Regions from separate parts of the Mus musculus genome. Here regions 1, 3, 4, 5 and 6 are each linked to region 2. A link is a contact called in public Hi-C, HiCAR-type and promoter capture Hi-C data. All regions are on one chromosome and are shown on one strand. The core of a region is the stretch at or near the end of the contact, and the rest is flanking DNA. Distances in the headings are between cores, read along the strand shown. Region 1 holds the start of Cenpj (centromere protein J). Region 2 holds the start of Ift88 (intraflagellar transport 88). Region 3 holds the start of Pspc1 (paraspeckle protein 1). Region 4 holds the start of Mphosph8 (M-phase phosphoprotein 8). Region 5 holds the start of Zmym5 (zinc finger, MYM-type 5). Region 6 holds the start of 3110083C13Rik (RIKEN cDNA 3110083C13 gene).

Region 1 (3,895 bases), core at 631-3,130, 850 kb before region 2:
CTGCATCATACACTTAAGAGTAGCACGCGCAGGGCGTGGTGGCACACATCTTTAATCCCAGGACTTGGGAGGCAGAGGCAGGTGGATTTCTGAGTTCGAAGCCAGCCTGGTCTACAAAGTGAGTTCTAGGACAGCCAGGGCTACACAGAGAAACCCTGTCTCGAAAAACAAAAACAAAAAAACAAAAAAGAGTAGCACGCATTAACTAGCTATCCAGTAACTGTTAATTCCTGAATAGTAATTTCCTTGTAATCTGTTGTAAGAAAGATAATCCTAATTGTTTTTACATTAGGAACCTACCTGTAAAGGCAAGGAAGGGAGTTTTCAGTTAACCTTGGTTAAATTTCAACATCCTTAGTAAAAAAAAAAAAAAAAATGTTTAAATCAAACATGGGGTCTCACAAGCATAATGCCAGCACTGAGGAAGGAAGCTGGTCATCACAGGGGTGAGGCCGGTCTGGATACATAGCAAGTCCCAAAGACAGTGTGAGTGTAAAGTGAGAGACTGTCTTTAAAACAAAACAAAAGCAAGAAAACCCAGAGCTGGAGAGATGGCTCACAGTGGGTAAAGTGCAAACTGTACACGCCTGGCGATCAGAGCTGGTCCCGGAACCCACATAAAGGTGAAAGGAGACACTGACTCTACAAAGTTGTCCCCTGCCCTCCACACATGCAGAACATGCATGAAATCCAACACATATCATGTACACAACAATATTTGTAAAAGGTAATCTTAAAACTAAATAAATCTTAATTTAGACAGTAAACAAGCTGCAAAGAAAGTCACTCTGTAATGTGAAAATCGTCAACAATTCCCTGTTAGACTGAGCAAAGTGTAATAATGGTTTAGGGCAGCATCTTAACATCGTCTTCACACACACACACACACACACACACACACACACACACACACACCTTTTTTTAAAAAGCACTAAAACTTCCATACCTTTGCTACAAGTCCATTACTGTGGTCCTAAAACTATACGTACTGCCAGTTTTAAGTATTGAAATACTGATTCACAGTTGGGTATTGATGATACACACCTATAATACAGTGTTTGAGGTGGAAGGCTAGCTTGGGCTACATAACAAGCCCTTGTCTAAAGAACGCCAAAAATTTTCCCCTAAATTTGTTTTTTATTACTTATACGAAGGCCTAGGTAAACTACAAATAATAGACTGTCTAGGACAGTATGTTATGTAAACTCAGATATTAAAATCTGAGGTACAACACCACCTGCTTATGAAGTTGTAGTCATTACCGTAAGTTAATTGTACGTAAAGCTGCCTTTAAAAAAAAATCGACTAATTGAAAGCTTTGACATCTTTCTGTTCAAAACATAAATTATCTGCACTGGAGAAGGAGGAAGTTACGAGGAGACAATTCAGACCTTGATTGAGGAAGATACGAGGAGACAATTCAGACCCTGAAAACTTTCAGCTGACAGGTCCGCCTCCCCTGAAACACAACTCTTCTTGAAAGCAACAAAGCTTTTGGAGAAGCCGAGATAAGGCCTCCTGAAAGACTGCAAGCGGCGCCACTGCACCCGGCCCGGCGAGCGTGTCGCCCGGAACAGAAACACGCACCCCGGCCGACCCCCTTGAGGACCGATCCCCCGGGTGCTCGGAAGAACAAAGCGGGCTTAAGCCCCGGAACCACCGCCGCCCGCGGGCGCCAAGCCCTCCGCGCCATGCCAGCCCCAAAGCCCAAGCTGGCCTCTCAGGAACCGGGCGGCGGACGGGCTTCTCCGCTCCTTCCGCCCATCAGTTACCGTTCTTCGAAGAAACAGCTGTTCAGACCGCTCCGACCAGCGATAGTCACCACTTAGCTGGCCCGGCATTTACGAATGAGCCGCCACAACCATCGCTGCAGCCAGAGCCCCGCCTCCTGGACCGGCCCCGCCCAACTCTGGTCCAGTGACTCCTGGGAAATGTAGTTCCTACAGTCCGTGTGAGCTTGCGCGCAGGCGCCTCGGACACATGCAAACTACAACTCCCAGCAACACCGCCATAAACGTTGCTAGGGGATGCTCTATGCGCGCTCTTTTGCGGCGGGCACTGGTCAACAGCTGTTGTTCTGAAGTCAACCGATTGAGATCTGACCCCTGCGGTAACAGAGAGCGTACTCCATTGTGCCAGGAACACAGAGATTCAAACCGAATCTAAAAGACGACAGGTTTGGGAGAGTTTCGTCGTCTTCGCTTTTCTCTTTGAATGGGTTTGATTTAATAAAGACCTGTTTAAAACAAAAAAGTGACATTGGTAGGACGAATAAGTGAAGATAACCGTGGAAAAATTTACTCCGGAAATAATCATCTATTATGTGGCTAGTCGATGGCTGCACAAAGTGTGTGCATTCAGTGTTTAAATTATATGGAATATTGAAAGTGCAGATATTAAAATTATATATGGAATGTTGAGCGCAGATTTCACTGTTTATTTGTTTTGCCACCAGAGGGGTTCCAAAATACAGACATGACCCTTTAATCTAGGATGCTACAACACTTCAAGCTACCACAGTTTTTAGACTAGGTTTGAACAATATTGTAAACTAACATCTGTTTTTTAAATATATAATTTTACTATTTTATTTTTACTTTATGTGCAAGCATATTTTGCCTTCATGTTAGTATGTGCCCTGACGTGTGTCTGGTGCCTGTAGAGGTCATAGGGGCCATCTGATCCCATGATCCCATGGAACTAGAGCTACAGATGTTTGTGAGCTACCATGTAGGAGCTGGAAACTGAACCCAATCTTGGGAGAGAGAACAGCAAATGCCCATAACCACTAGGCCATCCCATTTTCTCTTCTCCGGTTGATCAAATGCTTGCCTAGTATGTTCTATCCTCAGCACTGTATAATCCAAAATTGGTGACCAGTCTCTCAGGTGGGGAAGGTGAATCAGAAATTCAAGGTCACCCTCCAATATAGAGTAAGTTAGAGGCCAGTATGTTAACATGAGATTCTATATAAAAAGGTCATCAAGAAGAATTGCCCTTTATACTAATTAGTTCAAATAAATCAATATTATTAAAGATAATTAAAATTTTGTACAGACACCTCAAACATGGAGACGGGAAAAGTTTTTGTTTTGCTTTGTTTTGTTAGGTTACATCATAGATGAAAAAGCCAAAGTTCAAAACTACCAAGATCACACACCTAAAATGTTGACAAGAGAATGGAGCTCAGTGGGTAGCAAAGACCTTGCCTGCTGTACCAGAGGCTGAGTTCCATCCACTGCCCTAAGCTGATTAGTCAGTAAATTAATAACTTAAGATGCTGAATGAGGGTTCAAATGGTCTTCTTTTGGCCTGAAACCATGCCCAAAAATCATTTTCTTAAAATGTGTGTCTTTGACAATAATCACAATATTCTCTACTATTTCTGCCTACATTTTATTTGGTATAGTATGTTATGCCACATTGCTTGTTGTCTGAATAAACAAATTTTATCACACTCATCCTTTCTCTCTCTCTCTCTCTCTCTCTCTCTCTCTCTCTCTCCCTTTCTCTCTCTCTCTCTCCTAGTTTTCTTGCCTTCACTTCCCAAAGTATGTGCCACAAAGCATGTCTCCACATTCAAGTTTAAAGTAGCTATTAAGATTTTAATAAAGGGCTGGAGAGATGGCTCAGCGGTTAAGAGCACTGACTGCCCTTCTGAAGGTCCTGAGTTCAAATACCAGCAACAACCATCTGTAATGAGATCTGATGCCCTCTTCTGGGGTGTCTGAAGACAGCTACAGTGTACTTACATATAATAATAAATAAATCTTTAAAAAAGATTTAATATGGAAGTTATCACCTGGAACCTACATACCTATATTTTAAAAGTAGAGTATAATGATCCAATCACTTGGGCAGAGGAAGAGCCTTGAACTAGCTACTTAGAGCTGAA
Region 2 (4,374 bases), core at 1,804-4,303:
ATGTAGCTCAGAGGCAGAGCACACACCCAGGATGTGTGAAGCACTGGGTTTGATGACCTGCATTTAAAAAAGTCAAGAAGTCAAGAGTGACCTTTAGTCATCCATCTTAATGCGGTCTGACTGGTCAGCAGTGTGCTATGAAATGAACACTGAACCCCTTTGATATAAATTCTCTGAACAGAACTGTTATCTTTATTCACTGCCTTTGGGCCATGCAGTGTGGGTACAGCTTGCAGCACATCATGGCTCCTTGAGTAGCTCATGTTAATTTCAGCAAGTTAGTGGCTGTGGTTTTAATGATGTGACTAGATCCTTCTACTAAGGTAATTTACAGTCCGGTATCCACTTATTTTTGAACAGATTGAAATTAATGGCAAGATTAGTTTAACCTGTAGCTTAGAAGTAAGAAATTCTGCAAATCCGAGCTTTGGATTAAAATATGAGTGCACTCTTTATTTCCAATATAGGATCCAAATATTTATCCAAAGGTCAGGAGATTTCTTTGAACTTTTATTTTTATTGGTTTCAGTAGCAAAAAATAGTGTTTATCTTTTTTAAAAAAGATTTATTAATTTATTATATGTAAGTACACTGTAGCTGTCTTCAGACACACCAGAAGAGGGGCATCAGATCTCATTACAGATGGTTGTGAGCCATCATGTGGTTGCTGGGATTTGAACTCACGATCTTCAGAAGAGCAGTCGGTGCTCTTAACCGCTGAGCCATCTCTCCAGCCCCCAGTGTTTATCTTTTTAAAGAATTATTATTTAGTGAGATCCTAAATTGGAGACAAAGTCTTAAAAAAAGGTATTATGATCATTTAAAACATTTAACTGGACTTAATAGTATTTTCTGGATAGCATAGGTGACAGTTCCTCTAGTGGTTACTAAATGTCTTATTAGAGTCACATGTTTATAGTGTTTAATCTGCAAGGCTGGTCTTGAACTCAGAGATCTGCTTTTCTCTGTCTCCTGGAATTAAAGGCATGTTCCACCTTGCCTGGGCCCAGCTTTTCTTTAACTGAAACTTGTTCTGTAGCAGGCTGGCCTTGAACTAAGAGATCTCCTTGCCTCTGTCTCCTGGGATTAAAGGTGTGTACCAACATGTCTAGGCCTAAGCTTTTTATGATCACTATTCCTCAAGATCCAGACCAAAATACTGTGTCATCCCAGGCCAAGATTCAGATCAAAAGCCTGTGTCTTCAGCTTCAAGATCTGGATCACAGATGTACCCTCCATCTCTGGATTGTAGTTCATTCCAGAAATAGTCAAGTTGACAATCACAGATAGCCATCACATGCATTTTGATGGTATTTACCCACCCTCATTACTATCTCTTGTCTTTTTTGCCGTTCTACATCCCCCTATTCCAAAAATACATCTTGCTCACTCACTCACAATCTTACAAACTATCTTTTCTTAGGAATTACTGAATCCCCAGTGTGTATCTCTAGATGGGCATCTTTTTCTGAGCTTTAATGATTATGATGATGCTGGAATCCAAATTAGGGCCTTGAACACGGCAAGCAAATGTTCTAACACTAAGTTACATTCCCAGCCCTCTCCTCTGAGCTTTATATTGTTATATACAATTGCTTACTCAGTATCTCTTCTTGCACATTCTTTAGGCATCTGACACCTGATGTGTTCTCCCTCAAACCTGTTTTTCCTTTAGTGTTCTTCATGTTCACACATGGAACTCTTTCACTCCATACCCACTTCATGGGACTCAGGCTTGTCTGCTACCCATCCCACTTTATATGTAACTAATTACATATGTTGACAGTTTATTTGATAATTAGTGTGGGAACAAATAAGAAAATATGTTGCCTGATGAACCTTTATTTTAACAAAAACATAATGTCTTCTTCTCAGACAAGGACTGGGTACCCTGAATGTACAGTCATTTAAAAAAAAAAAAAGTTCAGTGCTGGACAATGGTGGCACACACCTTTAATCCCAGCACCAAGGAGTTTGAGGCTAGGCTGGTGTACAGAGAGCTCCAGGACATCCAGGGCTACACAGAGAAACCCCGTCTCAAAAGACAAGCAAACAAACAAACAAAAAAAAAAAAAGAAAAAAGAAAAAAGAAAAAGAAAAAGATTGACTCTAGTATTTATCTTTCTTTTTTGAAGTGCAGTAACTTGTGATTCCAGTATTTTTTCTTTCTATATTGAAGTGCAGTAACTTAAAATATCCCCATGATGTTCACTAATTAACGTAACAACTACTTATTGACACACAGTTGCCAGATACTGTCAGTTACTGTACGATATACCCCACTTGCAAGGTAACCTTCTGAATGCTGATACAACACACCTGGATCAGAGATAAAGAGGTTTAGTCTTCAAAACACACCAAGTAGCCCGAACCTGACCAATCTAATAGTTTGTCCCCTACATCTGTCCCCACCCCCATCCGTGGGAGGCTAAGGTGGATGTTACATATTCAATGACTTTCTGACACAACTGAACAATAAAGGTTAGTAAACTTCAGTTTTTTTATAACGGGCTTCAAGTCAACATGCCCAACATTTGCTCCGGAAAGAAATATTATTTTGTCTTTAAGACAGGGTGTCCCCTGCTGGTCTTGTACTCCTGAGCGTCATCTCTACTCCCATTGCAGATGTGCGTCATCATAGCTGGCATTACATTACCTTTACTTTTTAATTTTCAGATTAAATTTATTTAGAGAGAACCCAGACAGGATTAATATGACAAATTTATGGGACGACGCGTACAATTCTACGCAATGTTCCACAGAAAACAGTCTTCCAAGGTTCCCAAGCCGCGTAGTGGCTCTGGGACACATTCTATTCATCCGGGCCATCTTGCTCTGGTCTCCAGCTTTGGGGATGGCTGCCTCGGGGTTCACTCGACCTTGGTTTCCTTCTTGTGATTACTCCTACACCTGTAGCATCTCCTGGACCACCATAAACATTGGGCCAGCCTCGAGAATCACTCCGCTGTTGGCGGACCACAGGTCCCAGCAGCCCTGCACTTCCGGTCACGAGCTTCCGGCCTCGCCCACGCGGCGCGGAGGCCTGTGGGAGCGGCTTCCTTGGAGTCGCGCCTGGCAACGGCTGGGCGTCCCGCTCTGGCCTGCCTAGGATCAGGCGTCGCTTCTTCCCTCGGCCCACTCGTGGTCAGCCCGCTCCTCCTCGGCGCGAGGTAGGAGAAGCGCCCGGCCCCTCGCGGCCACCCTCCCTGCTGCCCTCTCCCTGCCCCGTGCGTGAGCGGCGGCGGGGTCGCGAGGGCAGGCGGGCTGGCGGCGCCCAAGCCCGGCTCCTGGCGACTGCGCTTCCGTAGCCAACACTTGGATGGTGCTCCTCTCAGGGGGTGGACTTCCCGCTCCACCCGGCACGGCTACCCGGGCTAATGTCACACGGCTTGGCGATGCCATGGCAGCAGTGAAACTTTTAGAGTTTCACAGTAGGTTACAGCGAACATTTCTAATACTTGCATCCGGTGAAGCTTTGATTACCTAGTAATCGGGAGTAAAAGCAAAAGTACAGAAAAGAATGAATAAATCACAGTCTTATAAAGATAAAAACATATCTTCTGGGAATTGATTCTAGGACACCCAGTTTCCCTGGATACCAAAGTTCCCAGGTGCTCTTTCACATATATACGATGGTATATTTGTATTGTATATAAGCCATTTTCCCATTTTTGTTATCTTAGACTGTTTATTGCTCTATAATTAATTGTTATGCCTAATTGTTCAGGGAATAATGAAAAGCACGCTCGGGAGGCTGGGGGCGGGGGGGGGGGGGGGGAGCCTGTGCATGTTCAGTTCAGATAAAAAATTTCTCCCAAATGTTTTCAGTTTCTAGTTGGTTGAATCTAAGGATGCACAGACAAAAGATATCTGACTACTGTTTTCCCAAAAGCCTAAAATTCCACTTTTCCTTTTTATCTTCAACTCTGGTTGGTAACTTTGGAGAAACTACAATAGGCATTTTGAGTGTGAACTGTATCAAGGTAGAAGTATATAAAAAGGACTTTGCCATGTAAAATAGTTTCACTGGCAATATTGAAGTGACAGCATCCCAAATTATTTTTGAACCACCTTGGAGAATATAGAAATACTGAGTTGTATTATTTCTTAGCCATTCATAGTTGTTAGTAAAGGATAATTCATTTACTATTTCCTAGCCTTGCTTTCTACATCTTTAAAATTTTGTGTATTCCACTATTGGTCTGTCTCCCAGGTGTGTGTGTGTGTAAATCTGGTTAAAAGCCAGAAGAAAGGTCTAGTTCTAAAAGCTGATTGTTTCAATACCTTATGAATAAACGAAAGTGAGATCAGAAGAGTTTGTAAGGAGGGAGCTTTTGAGTATATGATTTGAAAGTGTGATCGATGGAGCAGCAG
Region 3 (4,174 bases), core at 1,512-4,011, 650 kb before region 2:
CCAACACCTACAATCCCCGCCTACAGGGTTCTAGTATTTATATACCCTCGGAGACGATCCCAGAATTCCAAATATCACACAATCCTAGAAACTATCTGCAGCTGGCAAAACTATGCTTTCCTAGAGCAGGAGGCAAATCATAGTCAGCTGCTACAGACAGCCCCATAACCCCACACCTGGGATTTAAAAAGCACATTCTTATGATATTTCTGTATTTTTTACAGAAACCAAAAATCCACTCACTACACATAGTGGACACATACATGCAGGCAAAATATGAACACATATATTTTAAAGTTGATAATACATTTTTTTTCAACTTTTCAAGACATGGTTTCTGTATAGACCTGGCTGTCCTGGAACTCACTCTGTAAACTGGGCTGGCCACGAGCTCATGGAAATCTGTCTGCCTCTGCTAGGACCAAGTGCTAGGACTAAGGGCGTGCACCACTAACACCTGGCAAGATAATACATTTTTTAAAAGTACTTCTAGGGGCTGGAGAGATGGTTCAGCTGTTAAGAGCACTGACTGCTCTGCCAAAGGTCCTGAGTTCAAATCCCAGCAACCATCCTGAATGAGATCTTCCGCCCTTTTCTGGGGTGCCTGAAGACAGCTACAGTGTACTTACATATAATAAATAAACCTTTAAAAGAAAAAGTGCTTCTAGAGGAGTACTGGTTACAACTCTAATCTCAACACTATGAAGGCTGGCTATGCACCCACCCTGTCTCCCTTAAAAAGGGGAGTTGGGAAATCTCTAGAAATACAAACCAGGCAAAATTCATATCAGTTTTAAAGCCATTCTACTATCTACTTATTAAGTCACTGTATATCAATATTTATAATCACACATACTATACAATTATATGTATTTCCAATTGAAACATAGACTTAAGCAATACTTAGAATTTATAAATTTACCTGCTATGCACAGAATTCAGATTATACTGTAAAATTACTTAAGAAGATTAATTTCTGTAAGTTAACTAGTTTCCAATTAACAGGTCTTTTTATTCCTACACAAAAAAACTCTGGGTGCCAGATTTAGAGGAACACATCTTCCGTCATACCCCCATCCTGCTTTTCAGACAGAGTCTCTCTATTTAGTCCTGGCTGTCTTGAAACTTGCTATGCAGTCCAAACTGACCTGGAACTCACAAGAGATCATCCCACCTCTGCCTCCTCAGAGCTAGGATTAAAAGTGTGTGCCACTGGGCTGGAGATGGCTCAGAGGTTAAGAGCACCGACTGCTGCCGGGCGGTGGTGGCGCACCCCTTTAATCCCAGCACCCAGGAGGCAGAGGCAGGTGGATTTCTGAGTTCGAGGCCAGCCTGGTCTACAAAGTGAGTTCCAGGACAGCCAGGGCTACAGAGAAACTCTGTCTTGAAAAACCAAAAAAAAAAAAAAAAAAAAAAAAAGAAGTATGCGACTTGCAATTAACATATCAGGCATAAGCTTGGTGGTGGTAGCGCAGGTGCGCCTTTAATGTCAGAGCTCGGCTGGGACAAGCAGATCTGAGTCTGAGGCCAGCCTAGTTTACAGAGTGAGAGTTCCATGACAGCCAGGGCTATATAGAGAAACCCTGTCTGGAAAAACCAAAAATAAATGAATGAATGAATGAATGAATAGTGCTTCAAGCCGACAAACTAGGCATTTTTTTTTTTTACCTAATTGGATTTTTTTTCTTTACTTAAATTTAAGAGGGTATAGGATAATATTTTAATGCTAGGATAAGTCAAATACACGGTAGCACCCACCCTTGGCCCCAATTACTCTCAGGAGTTTGCAGACCTGGATGGCTTAGCGTAGACAGCACGCAATGCAGAGACAGAAGGCGAATACTTGCTAGGATGCAGAAGAAACCCCGGGCCTTGAGCATGCTAATGCTGGGCCAGGTTCTGCCACAGAGCTACACCACTCGACACATCCCCTTGAAAGCAAAAGGAAGCTGTGGATCATTCTGGTGAGGGAACAAATCCGCTGCTGAAATTCCTCAAGTTCATCCCCAATTCACCTCCGTGACAACAAAATTTGTCGCGCAAGACCGTCCACCCAGACGCCGCTGGTCCTCCTTGACCCCGCCCCCTGCGATAGCAGCGCGCTCCCGAAGTGAGCCCCGGGCGACCGGCGACCAGCAGGACAGAAGCCCTGCGGCGCCCTCACGCCAAACCGCAGCCCCCGCAGCTTTTTTTTGTTGTTGTTGTTGTTTCCTCGCGCCCCGCCGCAGACTCACCAGGCGGATGAAGCCGAAGCCTCGGTCGCGGTTGATGAAGACCTCGCTGGGCTCTCCGTAGCGCTCAAAGAGGCGCTTGAAGTCCTCCTCCGTGATGTCTGTGGGCAGGTTACCCACGAAGAGGCGGCAGCGCTGCGTGTACGTCTTCTCGCCCGGCTTGAGGAAACTCTTGATGTCGATGGTGAAGCCCAATTCCTCGTCCGGGTGCTCCTCGGAAGGTGCGGGTGGCGGCGCCTGCTCGCCGGCCAGCGTCAGCGCCATGGCCGCCGCGGCCACCGGTTCGCTCTCTCCGGCCGCCGACTCCAGGGCGCGAAGACGAGCCGGGTTTTTCTCAATACGTACTTGCTTCAGGTTTCCTCTTAACATCATCTTAGCAAGTTCGCTTGGGATGCTGGATGAGGCCTAGACGTCAAGGTACACACGTCTCCACATGTATCTATGGAAACGAAGCAAGGAAAGCCAGGTAACGGAGGGAAGCCCAGCCTCCCCGCAATCACGCCCGCGGTGGCCGAACGCTCAAAATGGCGCTGCTTCAAACTGCAGTTGGAAGAAGAGACGCGGGCAAGAGTCCCGCCCCTCCACGGCGCGCCTGCGCAAATCCCATACCCGCGAACCGTTTGCTAGCATGGCGCGTGCGCAAACTGTGGCGAGCCTTAGAGTCCACTCCTAGGGACATCGCAACCTAAGATAGTGCAGACTATTGGAGGAGGGGGTTGTTTTGTTTTCTTGCTCTATGCAACTGGAAGAGTATGGACATGTATATCCGAGGCTGACCTTAGCTTTCGACCCTCCGGACTCAGCCCTGGGACACCTAGGTCAGACACTACAAGTGAAGTGTTAGTACCAGTACACTCCATCCTGGCCTAACTATATAACCCTTGACCTGCGTTGCCAGGACAACGACCCTCAATCCCACAATCCACTTGGCTCAGTTCCCACCCTCACTGGTGTGACGTCATTTTCCGTATAAATGGGGGGGGGGAAGGAATTACCACCACCCTTCTCTTTCTCTCACCCCTCTTTCTTTTTCCTTTTCTCTGCCCTTCTACCCGCTTCGCCGCCCCCCTATCCCTACACAATAAACCTCTCCCACGTGGAACCACCTTGGCCTGGTCTGCTGTCTGGTCTATCTGCTCAAAATATATGTAGATTAATATTATCTGATATTAATTAACATATCATGAGGAACAAAGTATATGTGTACAATACGGTGTGAAAATACAATAATTTAGGGAATGTATTTGCCCTTTTAAATATTACGGCAACTATCATTGAATGGAAAAAGAAAAACTTGCATGTTATCGGCACTGGGTAGACAGGGAGGAAGATAGGCAGTTCAAGGTCAGCCTGGGCTACACAGCAAAGTGATATTAATAGAAAAAATGCTTCCTTTCATTTTTCTTGAGACAGGGTTTCTTTGTATAGCCCTAGCTGTCCTGGAACTCAGAGATCCACCCACCTGTGCTGGGATTAAAGGCATGAGCATATTTATACACAGCACTTAATAAAACAAATTTTCGAGGCAATTAAAAACACCTTTTAACAGGTATGGTAGCTTACACCTGTAATCCTAGCTAGCATTTGGGAAGCCAGAAAAAAACTAACAAAAATAATAAAGCTCTTAAAAATCATATTTCCTGATTAAGCAATCCAATGTTGGTTTTTTTCAGTGCTGGGAAATGAACTCGAGCTTTGCACACACCAGTGCTGAGCCCCACAGCCTCACAATCCAAGTTTCTGAAACAATCATGATTTTGCTTGGTTTAGTCTATATAGCCCAGGCAGTCCTGGAACTCTCTACCTAGACAAAGCTGGCCTTGAACTCACAGAGATCCTCCTGCCTGTGTTATCTTTGCCCCACTGCCTCTGCCTCCCAAGAGCTGTGTTTAAAGGTTCACACCACCCTGACTGTGTTGTGGATTATTAACTTCAGAGTAGAA
Region 4 (4,344 bases), core at 1,524-4,023, 760 kb before region 2:
TTTTATTAACCTTTACAAATTCTATTCTCAGGGTTTTTCAGCTTAATTTTCTGCAAAGAATGAATTAGGCATAAGAAAACGCTGAAAAAGAGCTGCGGTGTCCAGGAGCCTTGGGACTTAAAAATATTAGAGATATAGACTTTATTAGATCCATAAACAAAAGAATTTTAAGAGGCAGTCATGATAGAAAATAACAGCTACAGTAACTTCTGCAAGTCACCCTCTCCTGAAGTTGCTTCAATTCAGTGTGCCTCGTTCTTGGAAGCCTCATCAAAATTCTCCACCAGATCTGGAACTTCCTCCTCCTCCTCCTCTTCCTCCTCCAGGAGCAAGTGGTGCTTTTCCATCCACAGATTGTTTGGGCAGAACTTCAGCCGGTCTCCTTAAACTAGTCAGACCGTCTGCACCCAGCTGGTTTAGGATGCTGGCAAGCATTTCTGTCAGCCGCTCTGTCTCAGCGTGGCCTGTAATGGTAAAAGTGCCAGAAATGCCTCAACTTTAGGGTTGTTAAAATGATTCACTGTTCCATGGTTTGTAAACATGTTCACCTCTTCATACCAGAGATATTGTTTACCCCTAACTTCTTTAAGGAGAACTGCAGGGTTTTTTTTTTTTATCATCTGCCATGCTGTTCTGTGAAATATCTCCTTCTTTCTTCAAAAAGCTTCTTTTCCACCAATGGGCATTTGTGCCTGCAGTTTGAATTTTTGCTGGTTCACAGTATTTCTTTCATCTTTTTGGAGTGGAAATGGGGCCTGCATGGGGTACCTCAGTTTGTACTGAGGGGGTCTCTGGCAGACCAGCTGAGATAAGGTACACAATTTGGGGACACAAGAGGCTAGAGGGAGGCTGGAAGTAATGTCAGAAAAATATTTTCTTAAGTGACGTTTCCTAGCAGTATTGTATGCACATAGAACAATTGTTACTTATTCATAATCTGCACAAATAACTTCGTTATATCATTCTCTGATGTATGCTGATATGTCTATGTTGTCTTCCATCTATATCTGATATCTATGTATTAATCTATCTAAAGGTGTTTTTTAAACCAGTCTGGCTTTGAAGACTTCACTCTCCTGCCTCAGCCTTTGGAAGGCTGGGGTTATAGGAATGTGACCTGTTTTAAAGTTAGTATGTCTCTCTGGTGAAACTTACTCCACACACTTAGATTAATAAAGGAGAGAGCTCTTTAATAATACCATAAATCTGGCTCTGGATACTGCTCAAAGAGGAGCTAGTTGTGAACAGATTTTTTACTAACTTACACTCATTTTCGGCTTATACATGCCACATAAGCTATTATTCTGAAATCTCTTTCAGGTTCCAGATGCAGGTTACTCTTGGAACAATTTTAATACAGACAGGAGACTGAAAGTCTAGTCACTCAGGCAGATACAAGAGGTACACAGCGAAGATAGTCAGAATTATTTCTAAGCATATACACCAGTGTTGTTCTTTTCAAATAGTTGTTATTCAGGGTCCTCTTGCCTACCTACCAGCAGAGTTAGGCTTTTCCTCACAAGGGCACAGGGGATTTAATGGCAAACTAGGACTTAATGATAGGTGTGACTTGGGGCTCAGCCATTGAGCTGCCCCTTAGAGGCTTTTTTTTTTTTTTTTTTTTTAATAAGGTGGATAGGCTTAATGGCTGGTTGTAAGTTAGGGTTGTCTCCTTTTGTTGTGGAAATGGAGTCTAATTGGAGGTCAATCTTAGTGCACTAACGTTAACAGAAACTTTCTCAGCAACCCAAAACTTCAATGTTGGCACAAAAATGTCTTTCCTAGAGTTTGTAATAAGCCTGGTAATTCTCTTCCAATCATATCGCAGGCTCGCTTCCTAGTGACTCCTTTGTAGCATCAATATTACTCGTTTCTCTTGCATCAACCCCGCACCTGCTTCTGATATTTTCAATTCAATAAGAAGCAAGGGAACTTGGGAACAAACACATAGGTGGTTTTGGCTTGGTTTATCAGGTGTGAATGATCCAATTAATTAAGTATAGCCCAAATGGGGCCAAGCCAGGCAACCTGGGCTCTATCTTTTGAAGGAGAGAACCAACTTTTACTCAGCTACTAGGACCAAGCCTCCAACCATCACCTGCCAGACAAACGCCCTATCACTGAACTACTTTCAAAGCCCAACAAGTAAATCCCATAAATTATTACTTGATACAGTGTCTTGCTGTAAAGATTGGCCTTTCTCCTGACAGAAGAGAATACATATTGGGGGAATTCTCTCGCTATGTATGCCCTTGGAAATTAAACTCAGGTCCTCATATTTGGCGACCAGGGCCGTAATCTGCTGAACCACCTCCGGGTCCCTATTCTCTATCTATAAACGCTACTCACTAAAATGAAATATCCCTATAGGCTATATGTAATTGATTCGACCGCAGACGCCATATAAGCCAGCCAAAACCATACGAAAGGATTCCTGGGCAGCCATTCCGCACAGGCGGGTCTCGCTAACACTGGGGGTCCCTTTCCCAGAATCCTCATGGTCTCCTTCCGACAATCCAAACAACAGGTCTCCTCAGGCAGCGGGCGTCACCGGAGTTTGGGAGGTGAGGTGCTAGGACCGCCCCTCGCAGTCTCCCCAGGGGAGCCCTTCCGCTCTTCCCTGAGGCAGCGTTCTTCCTCAGAGTCCGTCGACCCGCCCATCCACTTCCCGTGAACTCCCCAGGGAGCCGGGGAGCGCGCCTTTGCGTGATTGGCCGTTCTGTGTGTCAATCCAGAGCTCGGCGCCCACAATTGGCTGGCTTGCCTCACGGTCGAGTCACGCCGCTGGAGCGGATTAGGGCGGAGCGGCAGGCGCGCGGTGCTGTCCCGCTGTGGGTCGCCGGCGGTTTTTCGCGTTGGTTTTGCACTGCGTCTGTGATGGCGGCGGCGGCTGAGGAGGGCATGAGTGCGGCCGCTCTAGTTATGTCAGTTCCCGACAGCATTGGCCGTTCTCCCGAGTCCGAAGGAGTTGGAGCAGGGGACGAAGAGAAGGACGCAGCCACCAAAGGAACGGTGGCCGTTGGGGACAGCGAGGAGGATGGGGAGGACGTTTTCGAGGTGGAGAGGATCCTGGACATGAAGTGCGAGGGAGTATGTGGGGGCTGAGCGGCCGGACAGGGAGTCTCCGGGGCGGGGACGGCGGGTTGGGAGAATCCGAGTGGGACGCCGAACAGCCTGGAACAGCTTGGGAGGACGGTGGCGGTCCGTAGGCGCAGACTGACATCCTGGAGAGGACCCTGGCCGCAGTCGGTGGAGGATGGATGCTTAGGGAAGTTCTAAGTGTTGTTTTGGCAGAAGAGACGAAGCGGTGACATGGAATGTTGAGAATCGTAGGATGCAAGGCAGCTGGTGGGAGACTTCTGTGGCCTTCAGCATTCGGGTATACGGTTAGGGCCATGGCTTTCCGTTAGGAAAGACTGGAGGATTCTCTACACCGTTGTCCCAATGTTTTCTAAAAGTAGAAAATGCTCCTTGGCTTAAATTCAGGAAATCCCATTCACACCGAGTGCCCGGGACAGTAAAGGTTTCCCAACCCAAAGTGTCCCTTTTCTGCGCGTTTTATGAGTGTAACTCAAGAGATTTAGAGTAAGCTTGAAAGGACAATCTTCGCACATCGTGCTTGAACACTTAACATCCTCCTTGCTGCGAATGTCGTCCCCGGGAGAAATTCTTAGTCTGTATTTCCAAGGCTTGGGATCCATCTGTTTGTGATACCTTTTCTCCCCTCTCTTCCCTTACCCGAGCTCTGCAGAAAAAGGTGCTTTCTCAGTTCTGTCCTTACTCTCTTACCTCTATTTAAGTCATTGTCTTTTATCTCTGTATTTGTCTTTTCTGCTCTAGATTGTGGGCTCCTTTAATCAGGGGATGTGGTTTATAATAATGCTTGAATCACGGACACTTAGTCCAGTAACAGCAAAGGCTGATTTTGTTGTTGCCGTTATCTGATACCGTGTACTGGACCCAGGGTTTCATGAATGCAAGGCAAGAGCTTTACCACAGAGATCTATCTCACGGCTGTGGGATTATTGAATGAGTAAACGAAATGGGAATTTGGAGAAAGGAGAAGATAAGGGCTGTAGATAGGAATCGTGCCTATACGATGGTTTTGTTTCTGTTGTATTTTCTGTCATTTGTTATCTGCCATATGCCAACTTTCATCTTAATTTTTAATCCATTGACAAACTTTTTTTTTTAATGGACTGCTGTTTACCCTGTGCCATGTTGGCTTGATGGTAGACATTTCTTTAAAGTGGTGCTTTTCTCTGAGAACTCCTGTTTTGTTTTGTTTTGTTTTTGAGACAAGATTTCTCTGTTTAGACCAGGCTGGCCTTAAAACTCAAAAAT
Region 5 (4,322 bases), core at 1,077-3,576, 610 kb before region 2:
TTTTCAATTTCTCTTCCAAGACAGGGTTTTGCTGTTTAACTCTGGCTGTCCTGGAACTTGCTCTGTAAATGCACCCACACCCAGTGCAACCTCCAATCTTAACAGGCAGACAGAATTCTACAGTCTGACACTGCCCTAACTTTAAAACGGTACATCTGATGGGGACTGGAGTGATGTCTCAGCAGCTAAGGATATCTACTGCTTTTCTAGAGGACCAGAGTTCTAATCCCAGAACCCAGCTGATCCTAGAACATAACTACATGTACCTCCAGCTCCAGTGGACCCAACACCTTCTTCTGGCTTCCTCAGGAAGGATGGAAAGAAGGCAGGCTCTCTCTCTCTCTCTCTAAATATTTTTTAAAAGTAAGAAATACATGTCTGGGGGCTGGAGAGATGGCTCAGTAGTTTAGAGCACCGGCTGCTCTTCCAGAGGTCCAAAGTTTAATTCCCAGAGACTACACAGTGGCTCACAACCATCTGTATGAGATCTGGTGCCCTCTTCTGGTGTGTCTGAAGATAACGACAGTGTATTCACATATATAAAATAAATAAATCTTTAAAAAAAAAAGAAAGAAATTAAAAAAGAAGTGCATGTCTACGAAGTACTATATAAGAAATCACAGTGCTGGAGAGATGGCTCTGTGGTTAAGAGCATCAGCTGTTCTTCCAAGGGACCAGGGTTTGAGTCCCCATACGCCTAAGTGCAGTTCATAACTTGCTGTCTAGTTCTAATGGATCCTCTACCTTCTTCTGAACTTCTTGAGCACTGCAGCCAAGTGGCACACAGATATACATGAAGCAAAACACCTATATATGTAACATATAATCTTTTTAAAACTGAAAAACAAAAAACCCTTGTAATTCGTTTGTCCTCCATCTTAAAACATGTCAGTAATTTTTAAAAATATTTAATCTTTATTTAAAATAACTGTTTAGTGTGGGCTGAAGAGATGGCTCAGTGGTTAAGAGCACTGACTACTCTTCTAGAGGTCCTGAGTTCAATCCCAGCAACCACATAGTGGCTCCCAACCATCTATAATGGGGTCTGATGCCCTCTTCTGGTGTGTCTGAAGAGAGCAATGGTGAAAACATTTTAAACAAACAAACAAACAAGCTTTTTCAAAAATAAATAACTGCTTAGTGGTTTAAAAATACAAGAAATTAAAGAAATCTCCTAGAAAGGAACACAAAAATGTTAAGTGCACAGCATCTTATGACTAAGAACATAGTCTTATTTAGGAATCTGAGAAGACAGCCATGTTAGTAGTACCCACTAACACACTACAGATCACACTGGCTTGGCTTTCTCAGCAGAAATCACTCAGGCAGCAACTCTTCACTTCGACAAAATAGAAAAGTCTATCCTAGTGGTTTAAGCAGGAAAGCTACGCAAAATGACTCACAATGGAGATGTTTTCCTTATTCCTGTCAAATCCTTCACCAAAGTAGCTTGAAGATCCTAGTATAAAAAGAAATTTACAAACAAACACCCAAAACACATACATACAGTGAACATCAACAGCTCCGAGGTAGCACCAAACCCTGAACGCCAAAGGAAATAAATAAGTCAAGGTGAAGTTATTCCCAAGCTGTTCTACCAACCTTCTCCAAATAAACAATAGATCAACTAAACGACAGCAGGCCAAGCTCATATGTTCTTTCCAGTTTCAGAATTATGAGTAGAGCGCGCAGCTGAGTCGAAGAGTAAACGCGTCCTCGAATCTAGAAAGGGATTCACATTTCTCCTAAGTAGTTACCACTCAAGTACAAATCCGACCCGGGAGAGGTTCAACAATTGGGTCCCATTTGCCGCAAGCACTTGATTAGGGCCTAACTCCTCAGTAGCCCGCGACAGGCACCAGGTCAGCCATTAGAAACTGGCTCAAATAAGATTAAAAGCTGCGACAGACCGACCCAAAAAAAAAAAAAAAGAGAGAGAGAGAAAACGCCGCGGGACGTAAGAGGACGCCCCTTAACACGGAAAACTTGGGGTGTCGGTTGAACAGACAGGGTGGGAGTGCGGCCCCCGGGCGGGAGGGCCAAAGGGCCCCTCCCCGACCCGCCCGCCCGCTCGCAGCACAGAAAGGAAAACACTCTTCGACCTCCGGCCGCTGCCGCCCGCACCCGGAGGCTCTCGCGCTCCCCGCCCCGCGGCCGCCTCACCCAGCCAGCCCTGCCGCGCCCGCGCTCCCTCACCCCTCCGGCCGCACGCGAAGCCGCCCTGGACATCAGCGCGGCCCCCAGCGCACCCTCAGGCCCCGACGCAGCAGCCGCGACACCGGCCGCCGCGGGCTGTTAAGCCCGGCTCGGTGGGAGGCTCCCGACGCTGCCCTCACCCATCTCCGCCTCCCCAGTCGCCCCCGCCTCCGCCTCCTCCTCCCGAGGCTGCGCTGCTCCCAGCCACCCCCACTCTCCGCGGCCCTCGACAGGAAAGACGGCGGGGAGAAGCCTCACCGGGTTCTGGCTGCAGCTCCGCGGAACGAACCTCCCCTCCCCCGGCCCACCCCCCTTCGGCGACACGCACAACTCCGCTCGGTCCAGTCCCGGCTTTAGCGCTGGTGAGGAGGAGGCAGAGGAGGCGGTGGCACGGCGGGGCCCGGGGAGGCCCCGCCCTCCGCACGCTCATTGGCTGATGGCGTGGGCGGCACGGAATGCCTCGGGCAGGCTCCATTGGCCCAGTCGGCCTTCTTTCAGGACCCTCCTCGGTGAGGTAGTCACGGCGGCTGTCCGTCAGACCTGGGCCACGCCCTCGGGCCTGCCGGCCCCCCCCCCCCCCCCCCCCGCCGCCAGCCCCGGGCTGGGCCGGCCCTCCCTCTCTTCCGCCCTCCCTCCGTGCCCCCGCCCCGCCCCCACTCGCGGGGTCTGCCCGGGTCAGGAGCCCGAGTGGCGCTGCCCGCAGTTCGGCTCGCGCTTCGGCCCTGGGGGCGGGCGATATTCGTCGAGGCTTCCGGTGGGCCCGGGATCGGGACACTGGGTCTCGGCCTCCAGACGGTCGCCACGGCCCTTTGCGACTCTGCTCGAGGAGAGACGCGGCCTCGATGTCCCGGCGTCCTCCCTGTCCAGGCCCCCAAGACCCCGGCGACTGGCGAGCCCGGCAATGCCTGCGGCGGACCGAGGGGGCGAGCCCGGCCGCGGCCGCAAGGGGACTGGTGCGCTGGCGGCCGTGCAGGCGCTTCCACCTTGCCTGGCCCGTGGGAAGGGTGTCCCACCTCCGCCATGGCTGCGGCGGGAGGAGACGTCGGCCTCCATTTTGTGGGATCTGTTGGGAGAACTTGGGGCCCATCAGAACCGAACCCGTGGGGACGAGAAACTTGGCCCGGAACGAGTCCGATCGCGCTCTACCATAGGCCTTGTCCTCGGCCGCCAAGAGTTTGCGCGCCGAGATTGCGGCGGGGCCACAGGACAGTGGTGACCCCAGACTGCCGCCGGGCAAGATGGAGCCCCGGGCTCCCTTAGCGGGCTCGCGCCCCTGGGACCTGGGCTGTCTGGCCTTGGCCGTCGGTGCCTGGCCGAGCACGCGCTCTCCGGCCTGCCCGGCGCCTGTCCTCCACGTTTGCCGGGCCTCGGGCCATCGCGTGCCCTTCGCTTCATCCTGGCTCCGTGGGCAGTGACCCTCTAATGGGAGTCCCACCGGACGCATTCGGAGCGGAGCCGCTGGAGGGCGGCACGAGGGTCTTTTGTTCCTCGTCTATACCCATGTCTTTGGCAGAAGACTTGGTGCCGGATTTCCAGGACTCCCTGTAACCTAAGAAATGCACCTCGCCCTGGTGTTTGTTAGCGGGATTACAACTGATGCTTTTAGGTTGGATTGAGGTTCTTGTTACATAATATGTGAAAATATATGACTCTTAACTGGACTTGGTGGCGCATGCTTTTAGTTCCAACACTTGCAGGCAGAGGCAGTTGGATATCTGTGAGTTCGAGGCCAGGTTGGTCTACAAAGTGGATTCCTGGACAGTCAGGGCTACACAGAAAAACCCTGAGTTGAAAAACCAAAAGAGCAAAAATATATATGAGTCTCTCTTTTAAGACAATGTCTAGCATAGTCTGGCCTGGAACTCTGTGATCTTTCTTCTGCCTTTGCCTCTCTCTTCCTCTGCCTCTGGAGCATTGGGATTGTAAGCATGTCACCACTGCTTTCTTGGTTTAGGCTTAGATATGATTTGAAAACAAAATCCCACACCTCATAGCACAGGAATGGAGTGCCAGTATTAAAGGCACAGAAGTAGCAGAATCAGTTCAAAGCTGACCCAGGATACATTAACTGCCTCAAAGAGAAAAAACAAAACAAAACCACAAAAACCAGGCAGCTGAGTGGAAGG
Region 6 (3,930 bases), core at 964-3,463, 580 kb after region 2:
GAAAATGAAAGCTAGTCTCATTATTATACTAGATCCACATATATGCAGTAAATAAACATAAAAGAAAGCTGTATGCACTCATGTGACCAAACGGTGTCCAAGGATTAATAGGTGCCCCTTTTAGGAAAATACATTCAAATTACTGCCCTAGAGGGGGAGATTTCAAAACACAGTAATGCTGACTGCAGTAGTTCTCAGCCACTGTAGAGGAAGGGATGCTCACTGTAGGAGTGAAAGTAGAAAAGCCGGGGTTTCAATTAGTCCAAAGAGCAGACCAAGCCGACTTGTGTCAACAGAACTTAGAAAACAATTGATAATGAGTTTGGGTTTCTTTAGTTAGGTGGAAGGTTAAAAAGAAAATGAGCAGGCTAAGTGAGGAAACGCTCAAAATACCACATTGGTGTGAATGATAAGCTGAAGTTACTAATTTAAAGGGAAACAGGCTAGAAGGGAGCCAGAACACAAAGGAAACCAGAGAAAAATCTTAGAACTCAAAGGAGGTGAAATCAGCTTATAAACTGTGGAGGGAATGTGGGTGGGAATTAAATTTGGTTCCTAGATAGTGAGTGAGTCACTGGCTGAAGTTTTTTGAGTTAATAACAAGTCATGGATTGTGACTAAGGTGGCTCTATATTACAAAAATTTAAATGTGGGGGGCTGGGATGTAGTTCAGTAGTAGAACACTTGCCTACTATATTGGAAACTCAACACCAGCAAAAAACAAAACAAAACAAAACAAAACATGAGTTTATTATCCTAGGCACTAGTAGTTTTGGATGTTAAAGTAAATACCACAGGGGGACTAACCTAAGGTTCTGGATAGGATGGAATTGAATATGCAAACAGAAAAACCAATAATGAACAATAAATTTGGTTGACATAGAATGAACAAAAATGTTGGGGCTGGAGAGATGGCTCAGTGGTTAAGGGCTCTTGCTGCTCTTATAGAGGGCCCAGGTTCAGTTCCCAGCACTCTTGTGGTCCCTTAGGATCACCTGTAACTCTAGTTCTAGGGGCCCAATGCAAGCTTATGGCATTTGGGCATCAGGTCTGCATTCAGTGTACACACATACACGCAGGCAAAACACTCATACATATAAAATGAAAACAAATCACAGAAAACATTAAAAAGTAGTCTATAATGCTTGTGTAGCTTTTTCCACCTCTGATGTGGTGTGAGGTTGGAGTCAATGTTTGTATAAACTGTTCAATAATCAAACAGTTACCAACCTTTAATCTGTAAGGTATGCTTTTCTTTTTGTTGTATTTTAATGCTTGAGTTTTCCCACTAGAACTAGGTAACAGAAACCTAGCAAATAAGGAAAATAAAAAACTGCTTTTAATTTTAAAAACCCTAAAACCCAAAACACTGAAATGCCTCTCTCTATAAAAATCTTAGAGAGTACATTCAAACTTTCCAAGGTTTTACAAGACCGGGTTCATCTTGAAGTAGGGTACTTAACATTTGCATCCTGACAGCTCAGGTTTAGGAAAACTTGTTTTGCCGCGTAGGCGGGGTCCACTAAAACATTACGGTTTCGACTTATGTAACAGCTGTCATTGGAATTGATAAAATCTGCAACTATCAGCTGTTTAACTTTTAGAGTTGATATTCTCTAGACTGGGGGGGTGTGTGGCTCACACAGTAGGTCGACGCCACCCTTTTCAACAAAGAAGCGACCAGGGAACTCTTTAACGATGCAGGCTAACTAAGGGGTGCCCAGCCCCCGCAAACGTCAAGGACCCTTCTCCATCCACCAGGTGGGCAGAGGCGTGCCCCAGCCACGCCCACACGCATCCCGGGCGGGGCCTCCCGCCGCCTCCTCCCGGAACCCCCCAGGCCCTCCAGGCTCGTGCCAGGCGCCTAGGGTCTCCTGTGCCTCCGCCCCCCTCCCAGGGGTGCCTGAGGGCGGGGCCGGGCTGAGCCGTACCTGCGCCGACACCGTTCGGGAGCCCTCGCGCGCGGCTGCTTTCACGCGGCCGTGATGCCATGCCGCTCCTGCGCCTGCCAGGGCTACCCCGGCCACAGCCGCTGCGAGAGGGCCGCGAGTCGGCACAGCTCGTCGGCCGGCCGCGAGCCCGCGCCGCAGCCTTCCGCCCCAGGCCGCCAGCCAAGCGCTTCTTCCCGCAGCCGCCGCCATCTTTGCGGAAGCGCCCGAGCGTCGCGCCCCGCCCTCACCGTCTGTTGCCCGAGAACAGAGTTGGGCTCTCGCGAGAGCTCATCACCCTCCACCGTGCTCTGCGCGTGTGTTGCTAGGTGTGGCTGCTTCCTCGACGTTCAAGCGTGGTTTTGAGGTGACCCTCGGCTCCGGTGACAGTTTCCAAGGCAAAGGACATGAGTTAGCTGGTTAACTGTCCTAACAGGTCAGGTCACCACTGTGGGCCAAGAAGGGGCTGCAGGGATGGCTCAGGGGTGAAGGGTGCTTGCTGCCCTTCCAGAGCACCACAGCTGGATTCCGGAGACTTAAGGCCACAGATAAGTCCAGCTCCAGGGCATCCAGCGCCCCCTTCTGGTCTCTACCCCCCCCCCCCCATGAAATTAGACTAAAGGAAGGGTAATAGATTCTGGGTGGAATATATTGGACAAACTAGATTAAGAATAGGGACTAAGAAGGGTGTTGATGATAAATGCGGAATCAAATTAGATTTAGCATGGTTTTTCAGTCGATAGACTTAAACATAGCATCTTTAGCTCTCTCGGGAAAGCCTATGTCAGTCGTAAGTGGGCACATTTAGAGCTGGAGAGGGAAACACTTCTAACAGTAAGCGGCAGAGGGTGCTGGGTATAACCACTGTGGGTGTTGATGCAACAGTAGAATTTCATCCTCAAAGAGGCTAGGGTAAGGGGCTGAAAATATTGACGATATTATATTTGCCCCAAATGTCACATGTCTGATTATAGTGAGTCACTTGAGACAGTTGGTTCAGTGGATAAAGGCACTTCATGCCAAGCCTGCCTACCTGAGTTAGAAGTCAGAGAAGAGAGTCCTATAAGTTGTTTTCTGACCTCTGGTCTGCGCAGTGAGTTCCAGGCCACCCATAACTACATAGTGAAATCCTGTGTCAAAAGGAAAAAAGGAAAGAATATGTGTACATGCTCACCCTTACAGATCTCCGTTTTTTATAGCTAAATGCCCTTTATATTTATTTATCAAGACTCATTTTTTATGTGTATGCCTCTGTGTATTTATGCCACATATGGGTGGGTGCCCCCAGAGTCCAGAAGAGGGTGTTGTAGCTGGAGATAGAGGCAGTTGTGATCAGCCTGATATGGGTGCTGAGAATGGACCTCTGGTGCTCTGGTAGAGCAGAGAACACTCTTAACTGATGAGCTGTCTACTCAGCCCCTAAAATTTGGTGTTTGAATGAAGTAAAATGTACAGGACGTTAGCATTTTGACAACATTTGCATGTACAGGTCAGTGCTGTCAGGCCCTATGCATGGCATTTAGCAACAGCCATTATTTTTCTTTGGATTTTTTTTTTTTTTTTGTAATCTTTCAAAGCTGGCCAACACTTTTCAAGGGCCTATCTCTGTTTGTCTGCTCCTCCCGAGCGCCTGGTCTTTCATTTCTGTTAAACAATATCTGATCCAGACTTCTGACAATGATTTTCTTCAGATCTCCCAGACAAAGCCACTGTATTGTAAACAGTTGCTATTTATTGTATGTTTCCTTTACATTTTGTTCTTACAAAATATTGACTCGTAGCTGTGATCCCACATGGGACTAACAGTAGGTGCACACCTGCTCCATGCCCCTGTCACCAGCCCCCTCTTCCCTCCCCCGCTCATCTTCTCTATGGCAGATGTGGAACACGACCTCAGGGCTGGATGTTCTTTTGGTGGTAGAAAGGATTTCATCCTGGCAGAAAGCTTGGCTTCTGTAGCCTGGGGTCCTCAATTCTTCCTTACCGCTACTGAGTAAACTTA

Evidence for each region. Promoter capture Hi-C pulls out the DNA fragments that hold promoters and counts their contacts. Hi-C and Micro-C count contacts between places; a contact is called where the count stands out from the background. HiCAR-type assays count read pairs that join an accessible place to other places.
Region 1: a contact with region 2 is called in a Hi-C map of muscle stem cells, with 2.8 times the contacts expected there. The contact joins the promoter of Cenpj here to the promoter of Ift88 in region 2. A contact is called at or near these places in 3 of 39 promoter capture datasets (the C10 cell line and cranial neural crest), 1 of 484 Hi-C or Micro-C datasets (muscle stem cells), 2 of 115 datasets of contacts at active chromatin or transcription factors (astrocytes and bone marrow-derived macrophages) and 1 of 9 other capture datasets (adipose tissue).
Region 3: a HiCAR-type map of astrocytes shows a contact between it and region 2, with 2.3 times the contacts expected there. The contact joins the promoter of Pspc1 here to the promoter of Ift88 in region 2. A contact is called at or near these places in 1 of 39 promoter capture datasets (liver) and 1 of 115 datasets of contacts at active chromatin or transcription factors (astrocytes).
Region 4: a contact with region 2 is called in a promoter capture Hi-C map of pre-B cells, with 2.1 times the contacts expected there. The contact joins the promoter of Mphosph8 here to the promoter of Ift88 in region 2. A contact is called at or near these places in 3 of 39 promoter capture datasets (hippocampal neurons, liver and pre-B cells).
Region 5: a promoter capture Hi-C map of hippocampal neurons shows a contact between it and region 2, with 5 times the contacts expected there. The contact joins the promoter of Zmym5 here to the promoter of Ift88 in region 2. A contact is called at or near these places in 4 of 39 promoter capture datasets (the 3T3-L1 cell line, cranial neural crest, hippocampal neurons and 1 more), 1 of 115 datasets of contacts at active chromatin or transcription factors (forebrain) and 1 of 9 other capture datasets (pancreatic islet).
Region 6: a promoter capture Hi-C map of pre-B cells shows a contact between it and region 2, with 3 times the contacts expected there. The contact joins the promoter of 3110083C13Rik here to the promoter of Ift88 in region 2. A contact is called at or near these places in 4 of 39 promoter capture datasets (the HPC-7 cell line, hippocampal neurons, neutrophils and 1 more) and 3 of 9 other capture datasets (adipose tissue, liver and macrophages).

What each region holds. Positions count from the first base shown.
Region 1 is chr14:56,569,966-56,573,860 of GRCm38.p6, forward strand. Cenpj (centromere protein J) reads right to left here and starts at 1,881. Exons shown (of 17, transcript NM_001014996.2): 1 at 1,773-1,881.
Region 2 is chr14:57,421,018-57,425,391 of GRCm38.p6, forward strand. It overlaps Ift88 (intraflagellar transport 88), which reads left to right and starts at 3,054. Exons shown (of 26, transcript NM_009376.2): 1 at 3,054-3,170.
Region 3 is chr14:56,775,557-56,779,730 of GRCm38.p6, forward strand. Pspc1 (paraspeckle protein 1) reads right to left here and starts at 2,762. Exons shown (of 9, transcript NM_025682.4): 1 at 2,235-2,762. The coding sequence starts at 2,603.
Region 4 is chr14:56,665,475-56,669,818 of GRCm38.p6, forward strand. Mphosph8 (M-phase phosphoprotein 8) reads left to right here and starts at 2,774. Exons shown (of 14, transcript NM_023773.2): 1 at 2,774-3,090. The coding sequence starts at 2,878. It also overlaps the pseudogene Gm4032.
Region 5 is chr14:56,809,138-56,813,459 of GRCm38.p6, forward strand. It overlaps Zmym5 (zinc finger, MYM-type 5), which reads right to left and starts at 2,327. Exons shown (of 8, transcript NM_001253753.1): 1 at 2,197-2,327; 2 at 1,603-1,722. 2410022M11Rik (RIKEN cDNA 2410022M11 gene) reads left to right here and starts at 2,852. Exons shown (of 1, transcript NR_152252.1): 1 at 2,852-4,322.
Region 6 is chr14:57,997,099-58,001,028 of GRCm38.p6, forward strand. 3110083C13Rik (RIKEN cDNA 3110083C13 gene) reads left to right here and starts at 2,214. Exons shown (of 2, transcript NR_166770.1): 1 at 2,214-2,364. Micu2 (mitochondrial calcium uptake 2) reads right to left here and starts at 2,164. Exons shown (of 12, transcript NM_028643.3): 1 at 1,932-2,164. The coding sequence starts at 2,141.